Linked DNA regions of Mus musculus: region 2 is linked to region 1. The links are chromatin contacts, called in public HiChIP or PLAC-seq maps. All regions are on one chromosome and are shown on one strand. Each heading gives the region's core, a stretch centred on a gene start, on an enhancer-like site or on the middle of the called end of the contact. The rest is flanking DNA. Distances are from core to core; before and after follow the strand shown.

Region 1 (3,925 bases), core at 1,043-3,542:
CTCTGCTACTATTGTACCAGTGGTCATATCTTGCCAAGCCAGTCTATTATAGTTCACACAGGCCTCCCTGATAAATTGGACTCTTGATAAATTTTCTCTCCTGGCAGTGTATAGTACTTTTCAACACTATGCAAACTGGCCCATGGGACTGAAGCCTCCAGGTTGGTGGCAGCTTTGCCATGAATTATGAGTCCAGTATGTGGAGCCTTCAGCCACAGTATCTGATCATCAGGTTTCAGAGAGTAACAAAGTAGTGAAAACAGCTAGTACAGTTTGGTAGGGGTGTCTATATGAATTCAATAGGCAGCAATTCCAAAAGAGGCAATTCAAATAAAAAGGTTTTTGTTTGGTAGCCTATGGTGTCTGCACGAGGCATTACCAACCTGTTATAGGATAACTCTTTTAAAACCCCTTATATCTATGTAAAGTATACATATTAGGCAACTTCTACAGTAGTAGGTGTCTATACAACATTTCTAGAGGACTTTAATGTTAATTATATCTGCCACCCTCCTTCTCCTCCCCTTCACTATAATCTGCATCTCATTTAACACACTTGTTTCTTCCCCTCCCCCTTCATAACACCTGACTTCTATCTTTCTGGCTTTGAAATTCCATTGGAGGACCCTATGGTAGTTTGAATGAAAATGGCCCCCATAAGCTTATAGATTTGGCACTATTAGGAAGTGTAGCCATGTTGGAATAGGTGTGTCCTTGTTGGAGGAAGTGTGTCATTTGGGGTTGACTTTGAAGATTCAGATGTAGATCACTCAGCCCATTCTCCAGCTGTTGTGAGCCGTCCAGCGGCTCACATGGATGGGGTACACCTGAGTGGCAGGCCGGCTCTGAAAGAAAAGGAAACTAGGCGAATGAGAGAGAAATGAAGCCAAGACAGTATTCTGATCAAGGCTCAAATGTTTAATGGCGGACACACTTTATAAAGAAGGGGGGAGGCCCATTCCCACCAATTCATCCTTGGAGCCTGGAACTAGCTGCAGGTGATGACATACAGGATATGGCATATAGTCTCCAGAATAGCTCCAGGGCCTCTCAGCAGGCAGCAGTATCTTGAAGAGGAACAGTGTCTGTGGCTGAACAATAGAGTGATCTAGGGAGGAAGACTCCACCCTAGGTAATCTCCTTAGTGGCAGCAAGGTCAAGGTCTGGCTCAGCCAGCTTCAGGCTCAGGGATGATGAGAATGGACTAAATCTCTGAACCTGTACTTTAAACATACATATCAAATATTAAAAGCTAATATTTACATGTGAGAGAGAACTTGTAACATTTGTCTTCCTGGCTCTGAGTTACCTCATTTAGAATGATTATTTCTGCCCCTATTCATTTACTTATGTTTCTAAAAAGAGGAATTAGTGTGCAGAGGGCCAGTCAGGCTGCACTCCTGGTGCAGGAGGCTTCCATTCTATGTAGGTGGGCCTAATCAGGAGAAAACAGGTTCTTATTTTCTTGTGGACATGGTTGATTGAATAATACATAAACTAAGAAATCCATATATATATAGGTATCCAGGAAAAAAGATTTTGTGAATTTTCTTGTGGAATTAGTTTCAAGAGAAGTAGTTGGTCACATACAGATAGTTTACATGAAAGAAGTTTTGCATTTATATACCCGTTTTATACTTGTATTTTCACTGAAGAATACAGGGTAGCATAATAAACAGTGAAGATGTCACAGCAAACTTTCTAAAAGTATCTGTGTTTAGAATTTAACAGGACTATAGACAAAAAGAGGGACTACGATTTGTACTATTAGTCTAAACAGTTAGCAGACTATGGCCTTTATTACTTGTTCATATTTTCGCCTTTAATTACAACCATTGGTTTTTATAGAGAAAGATTAAATTATTTCAGATAGGTAGTAACTTTTCTCTTATTGGGGCTTAGAAGAAATAAATGGCTTTTCTAGTGATAGTACTATTTAGGTCTATTTAAATTTTTGCTAGGTACACAGATGGCTAAGGAGTTTCATTCTTGTTCCTAATGACATTGTATTGGTGTGTGTGTGTGTGTGTGTGTGTGTGTGTGTGTGTGTGAATGTGTGTGTGTACTTGTGTTTATGTGTTTGTATATCTATACCATGCATGCATATCTGTGTGTTTTTGTGTGTACATGTGTGTGATTGTGTTGTGTTGGGTTTTTTTCTCTTCTCTTTCAGTACACTAGATTATTGATTGGCTTTTCACTGCCAGTACCAAAAAGGCTGACTGTTGTGTTCCCATATTGCTCCCAAACCATCCGTGCTGGTTTCAGCTCAGAGGGTAGAGGAGGAGGGCCCTCCTTGTCTCCTTGACAACCATGTGTCCTCCAGGGAAGCTGACTGGAGTTACACATCTTGTAAGAGCTAAGAAGAGGCCATTTTGGGGAATGATATCACCTCAATTCCCTGCTTTTAAAGCAATTTGCCAAATTATGTGTGCTTTTACATAATTCTGTGTATTTTTACATAATTCTATTACCCCAAATCCATGCAACATAACCTTACTGCACCAGCAAGAAAGCTGCGTCCCAGGTCTCTTTTTCTAGCATCTGGTGTGGATTTTCACACCCCTCCCCTTTCTGTGCTAAGTTTAACTGGGTTTCTAGTTCTCTAATGCACTGTGCTGATTCAAATATTAATGGACCTTAGAAAGCCAAATGTTCCCTTAGATGTATTATGAATATTTGAAAGAAAAAAAGTACCCAGATTTTTTTTTTTTTTTGCTTAAACAAAATTTTGTGTGCAGTTTGAAATTTCAGCACACACAAAAAAATGTCTGTTGCTGGGTGTTATCCCCATACTTGGAAGTTTGAAGCCACTGTGGACTGTCTGCTAAGTTCCACATGGGTTAGCCTGGCCTACACTGTAAGACCTTTGTCTCAGCAAACAATACTAGAAATCAAACAACATTAGATAAAGGTTTGTTTTCTGTGGGATCTAGTTAAAGTCTCTTCCCTGCTGAGAGTCAAGAATCCCAGCATAAAGCTTCCTTCCTGTTGGCTTGCTCTCAAGGCACCAGCAGATGTTGAAAAGCTTGTACTGGAACAATGGTAGCAAGACTTAACCAACTGCGTTCTCATTGGATGTGAGGCTTCACAGGGGGAAATTCATATCTAGTGTTGGGAGCCATTAAGGCAACGCTATTGTCCTGATCTCTGAATTGGGCCTCTCCCCCTGAGAAGAAAAGGGGGTCAAAAGCGGGCCACCGACACATGGATTCCGAGAACCACGGGAGGTTCCAGCCCTAGGTCATCACCGATGTCCTGACCACACCCTGATACCTCCAAGTTCCTGCTTCCCGGTGTAACTGCCTAAGAATGTGCAATTCTATTGCCCCCCCTCGCACTGATAAATACTTCTCCTTTTGCTTGTATTGCCCCATCCCTCCCGCTGATAAGTATCTGTACTTCCCCTTTTGCTTGTGCATTTAAACCTTGGACCTTTCTCAATACATTGGGGTCTTGATACAACTTCAGAACGGTTTCCGTGTCGTTAATCGTACAAGACCCTCGTCTCTCTCTACCCCCCATTTGGTTATTAGGAGGAGGTCCCCTCGAGATCCTCAAATAACTGGACCTGCTGGACGGGTCAATCTAGGACCATAAACCACTCAAAAGCTTGTTGATGAGGAGGTCTTAGGCTCTCATGGGGAAGCTACTGATGTTGACTTGAAGCAACACGATGTACCTGAGTCATTGCTGTCTAATATTTATGTCCATAGCATATTTTGCTAAAAAAAATGTAATCAACCAAATCTGCTAAAATTACCAAGTTAATTTGTAAGGGAGCTAAGCGATTGATTTACTCCATATTCCGAACGTTTTTACACATTTTTTTTCTTTTAGAAATAAATTCTGTTCCCAGAAAATAATTGTTTTTATTTTGCCTGCTTATATCTGGTAATGATAGTAGATTGACCATATTGAGTCC
Region 2 (3,925 bases), core at 517-3,016, 120 kb after region 1:
CATTTACAAAGCACGAAGTTACTCACTTTCAATCACCTGCAGGCGTGGCGGGTACTGTACAATACATCTGAGCCAATTAGCATTTATTTCTGAAAACCCTTTCCAAGAAAACATTTTTCTTTACATCCTATAGTCAGTCGGAGCTCTGAAATATGTGAGACAAGGGCTTTCTGCTGAGGCAGACACTATTTTGAAATGTTTTAAGGGGGAGTGTATTGCCTCCCGATGTCATTTACTGAGTGAGATTGCTTGGTTTGTTCGCCAACATGATGAGAAAATATACTTCAGGTACCCCAAGGTATTTTTTTGTTTGTTTGTTTGTTTTAAGGCCCTTTGTTTAGTACCGACCAAAGCCTGGGTTGATATCACGGGTCTGTATTTCTTGCAGGACACACTGCTCAGAATAGATTAGATGTAATATTTCCATGCAGATTCTCCTCACAAACACTAATGGCTTCATCTTTGTCCTCACAAGAGACATTACACTACCTATTGCACACACACACACACACACACACACACACACACACACACACACACACACACTCACACACACTCACACACACACACACACTCACACATGAGAGAGAGAGAGAGAGAGAGAGAGAGAGAGAGAGAGAGAGAGAGAGAGAGCTTTGTAATCTTAAAAACTTGTCTTTCCACTACTGCCTGTAGGTCTTCTGCTAATGTAGCAGTGTGATCACTGAATGGAACATTATGAGTGTGGTGTAAAACATTTCAGTGACAGGCACAGACTCTACACAATGTAAATTATTCTCATTTGGTCTCAAGTGAGTTTTCCTGGTGATTGGTAGTAATAGTACTGATAATAAAAACCAACCATGAAATGTTCCAGGAAGGAAAGAAACCTACCCAGCTCTCAAGCTTCTGGCTGTTAAAAGGTAACAAAACAGGAGGGTATGGGACATACAGGAATTCATGGATCATTTCACTTTTACCAAATCAAATGTATTTTAATGTTACTCTGGGTGGTCTCTTTCCCTCTATGCTGATAAATTTCTAAGAAAAATAAGAATGTCTAAATAGCCAAACACCCTTATATATTGATATCACTGTCTGTATATGGCTTCTCCAGAGCTTCTAAGTAAATAAAATTAAATTGAATTTAAAAAAAAAATAAAGCACAGAAAAGGTAGCTCCAATCTCACTGAGCATTTAATGATTTAAAGATGCCGAATAGGCGGTGTCGTCCTGAAATCTAGTGGGTTGACATTAAGTCTAACAAAACAGATGTTCTCTCTATACAATGAACCCCAAACATCTGTTTCTTTCACAGACACACACTCCTTAATTCCTAGTCTGTATTGTAAGTCACCATTTCCAGACAGAGGCTGTTTCCTTTGAAAGATAAAGGAATAATAGTAAGCAGTTTACAAATCAAATGATACCTTTAGTTCTTATAATTTACATCTAAACATTAGGCTTTTAAAAATGGCAGCACGGGGAGGATTTTAAAATGAGAAGATGATCTGGTGGCTAGATTCTACGGTGCAAATAATTAAATGTTTTGTCAGCTTACCTGATGGAGAGCCTTAGGAATCACAGCTCAACAAAGGACAGCATCCAAGATGGTTAGAATGGAACGTGCCACCCCCAGTAGTTCTTCAGATTTGGGCCACAGGGATTTGCAAATTACATTCAATTTTTTTTTCTTGCTTTCTCTGTGGATATGAAAACAAAGAGACCTTTCCAGAATCCTTTCTGCTTATGCCTCCGCTTCCTGTTCTGAGATTCACTCTATGATACCCAACATATATCAGAAAACGGCCCTGGAAGGAAAAAAAAAAAAAAAAAAGAAAGAAAAAGAAAAAGCTGGCAGCATTCAACGTGTTACTGCCATCTACTGGCAGACACACGCCATTGCGCAAACGACAAAACACTCCTATTATTCTCCATCTCTTCGGAAGGCAGGAGGCAAACCTGTATGGAAACATTATGAATCATGTAAGGGCCCCACGGTGACAGCAGAGAGATGATGGAGGCGGGGGGGGGGGGTGGTGGGGGGTAACCTAGCTACCACACGAGTGTGCACAGTTAACCTTTCACGCCTCTTTATGTATTTACTTTTTAATTTTCTAGTTGTTTGATTAGGAATCACAGGTTTTCATAAAATCTTCTCTAAGTCTGCTCTTCCAAGATGAGGTCCCCCTCCACACAAGGTGAAAAATCTGGTTTCTTAGAAAATAGTACAACATATATGCAGATGTAAACTTTTCATATTTTTTATTTCTTTCTTTTGTTTTGGTTTTGAAGACAACCTCTGATCTGAATACCTTATTTATTTATTTATTTATTTATTTATTTATTTATTTATTTATTATTTTTTAGGTGTGTGTGGCATATATATGTGCTCCTTTAGGGGGTGTGTATGTGCTCATGAAGGGGCAGCGTAGGTGGGGGTTGACCTCAGGGGTCTTCCGTGATCTACCTCTAGCTCAGCCTTTGAGACATTAGGGCAGCAAATGCTTGCGACATTGAAACAGAATCACGTAGTCAAAGGGAAAATGACTTTTGTGAGTTGAGGGGGCTCTTAACAGCAGTTTTTGGTTTTACTTTTCACATTTAGAGAAAAATTATCTCATTAAACATGGAATTAGACTGAAGCAGCAAACTCCCCGCCTCTGTCCCCACTGCTGGGGTAGAATCAGCACCGTAGCAGGCCTGGTCTTGGACGGTGAGGATTTTTTAAAAAAATTCTTATTGATTCTTTGTGAATTTCACATCATTAGCCCCAATCCTACTCATCTCCCCATCCCTTTGTATCAGCCTTCTGCCCCTGCAACATCTCCCAAAAGAAAGAAAGAGAGAGAGAGAGACAGAGAGAGAGAGAGAGAGAGACAGAGAGACAGAGAGACAGAGAGAGAAAGAAAGAAAGAAAGAAAGAAAGAAAAAGAAAGAAAGAAAGAAAGAAAGAAAGAAAGAAAGAAAGAAAGAAAGAAAGAAAGAAAGAAGATCTCTCACCTTGGAAGCTGAGGTGTGTCATTGCAGTGAGTCATTGGTCTGGTTCGAGGCCTCTGGCTTCTGCTACTCCATCAATCCTGGATCCTCACCGGGACTCCGCTCAGATATCCTGTCGTTGCCCTATAAGGTGGCGATCCTGCAGCTTGGATCTGCAGGACCACCCAGTCCTGCTTCAGCTGTTCATAGGTAGGGTAGATGCTCGAGTGGGTCAATTCAAAGCACGGGATCTGGGCCTGGGTGGTAGCTGAGGTGGTCAGCCCACCGGCTCTCCAGGGCCCATACCGTCAAGGCTCGCTGCTCTGGAACCCTTGGGACCAGCTCTCCTATGTTGCCTAGGCTAGGGCTGGAGATTTTAAAGGAGGTCCTAGTGCCTGAAGAGCAGATCATTTCCCAACCAACTACTTCAGATAGCCTTGGCTTACCTTCTTCAAGGTGGATTTCAGCTGTTCCTGCTGTCATACATACACCCCCCCCCCCCAAAAAAAATCTTGTGGTCAAAAGAAGCTTGTTTCTTTGACAGTACATATTGATGCAACACACATACATTTACATGTTGACAATCTATCAGCCTTGAAGACAAGGCTAGACCATAATTGTCTATCAGGAAGAAGTTTACTCATAACGAACACTGGAAATTCGGACATCATTGTTTTAGACGTGTGTTCAAGAAATACTTACTTTATTTTTAAATTATAGTCCCCATTTTGCCTGATGGTAGAAACGAGATGCACTCAAGCCTATCAACATTTGTCTCTGGGGATGATTTCCTTAAGTCCTTTAGTCTGGGATTCACAAGACCAGGGCTCTCCTCTGAGGCAGATACTATTATGAGATGTTTTCAGAGGGAGTTTAGATCCAGATGAACTGGGTCACCCAAGGCTTTTCTGTACAATTTCAAGTTTATGTTAAACCAGTGTATGGTTTCCTGAGGTACCTTCCTGTA

Evidence for each region. HiChIP or PLAC-seq counts read pairs in DNA pulled down with a chosen protein or histone mark.
Region 2: a contact with region 1 is called in an H3K27ac HiChIP or PLAC-seq map of embryonic stem cells, with 18 read pairs. The contact joins the promoter of Scn3a here to the enhancer-like site in region 1. A contact is called at or near these places in 4 of 39 promoter capture datasets (the HPC-7 cell line, liver, macrophages and 1 more), 1 of 15 datasets of contacts at CTCF or cohesin (large pre-B cells), 2 of 484 Hi-C or Micro-C datasets (embryonic stem cells and muscle stem cells), 8 of 115 datasets of contacts at active chromatin or transcription factors (embryonic basal ganglia, embryonic forebrain, embryonic hindbrain and 3 more) and 2 of 9 other capture datasets (adipose tissue and pancreatic islet).

What each region holds. Positions count from the first base shown.
Region 1 is chr2:65,448,574-65,452,498 of GRCm38.p6, forward strand. No RefSeq gene overlaps it. Among named protein-coding and RNA genes, the nearest start is that of Gm34739, 35 kb to the left of the region's middle. Within about 2 kb of position 2,293, at least 13 of the 459 cell types and tissues checked have an H3K27ac peak or open chromatin away from gene starts, as enhancers often do. A contact at or near this core is called in embryonic stem cells, where this site is marked.
Region 2 is chr2:65,565,726-65,569,650 of GRCm38.p6, forward strand. Scn3a (sodium channel, voltage-gated, type III, alpha) reads right to left here and starts at 1,767. Exons shown (of 27, transcript NM_001355167.1): 1 at 1,541-1,767. All of the region lies in intron 2 of Gm34833 (a long non-coding RNA gene), which reads left to right.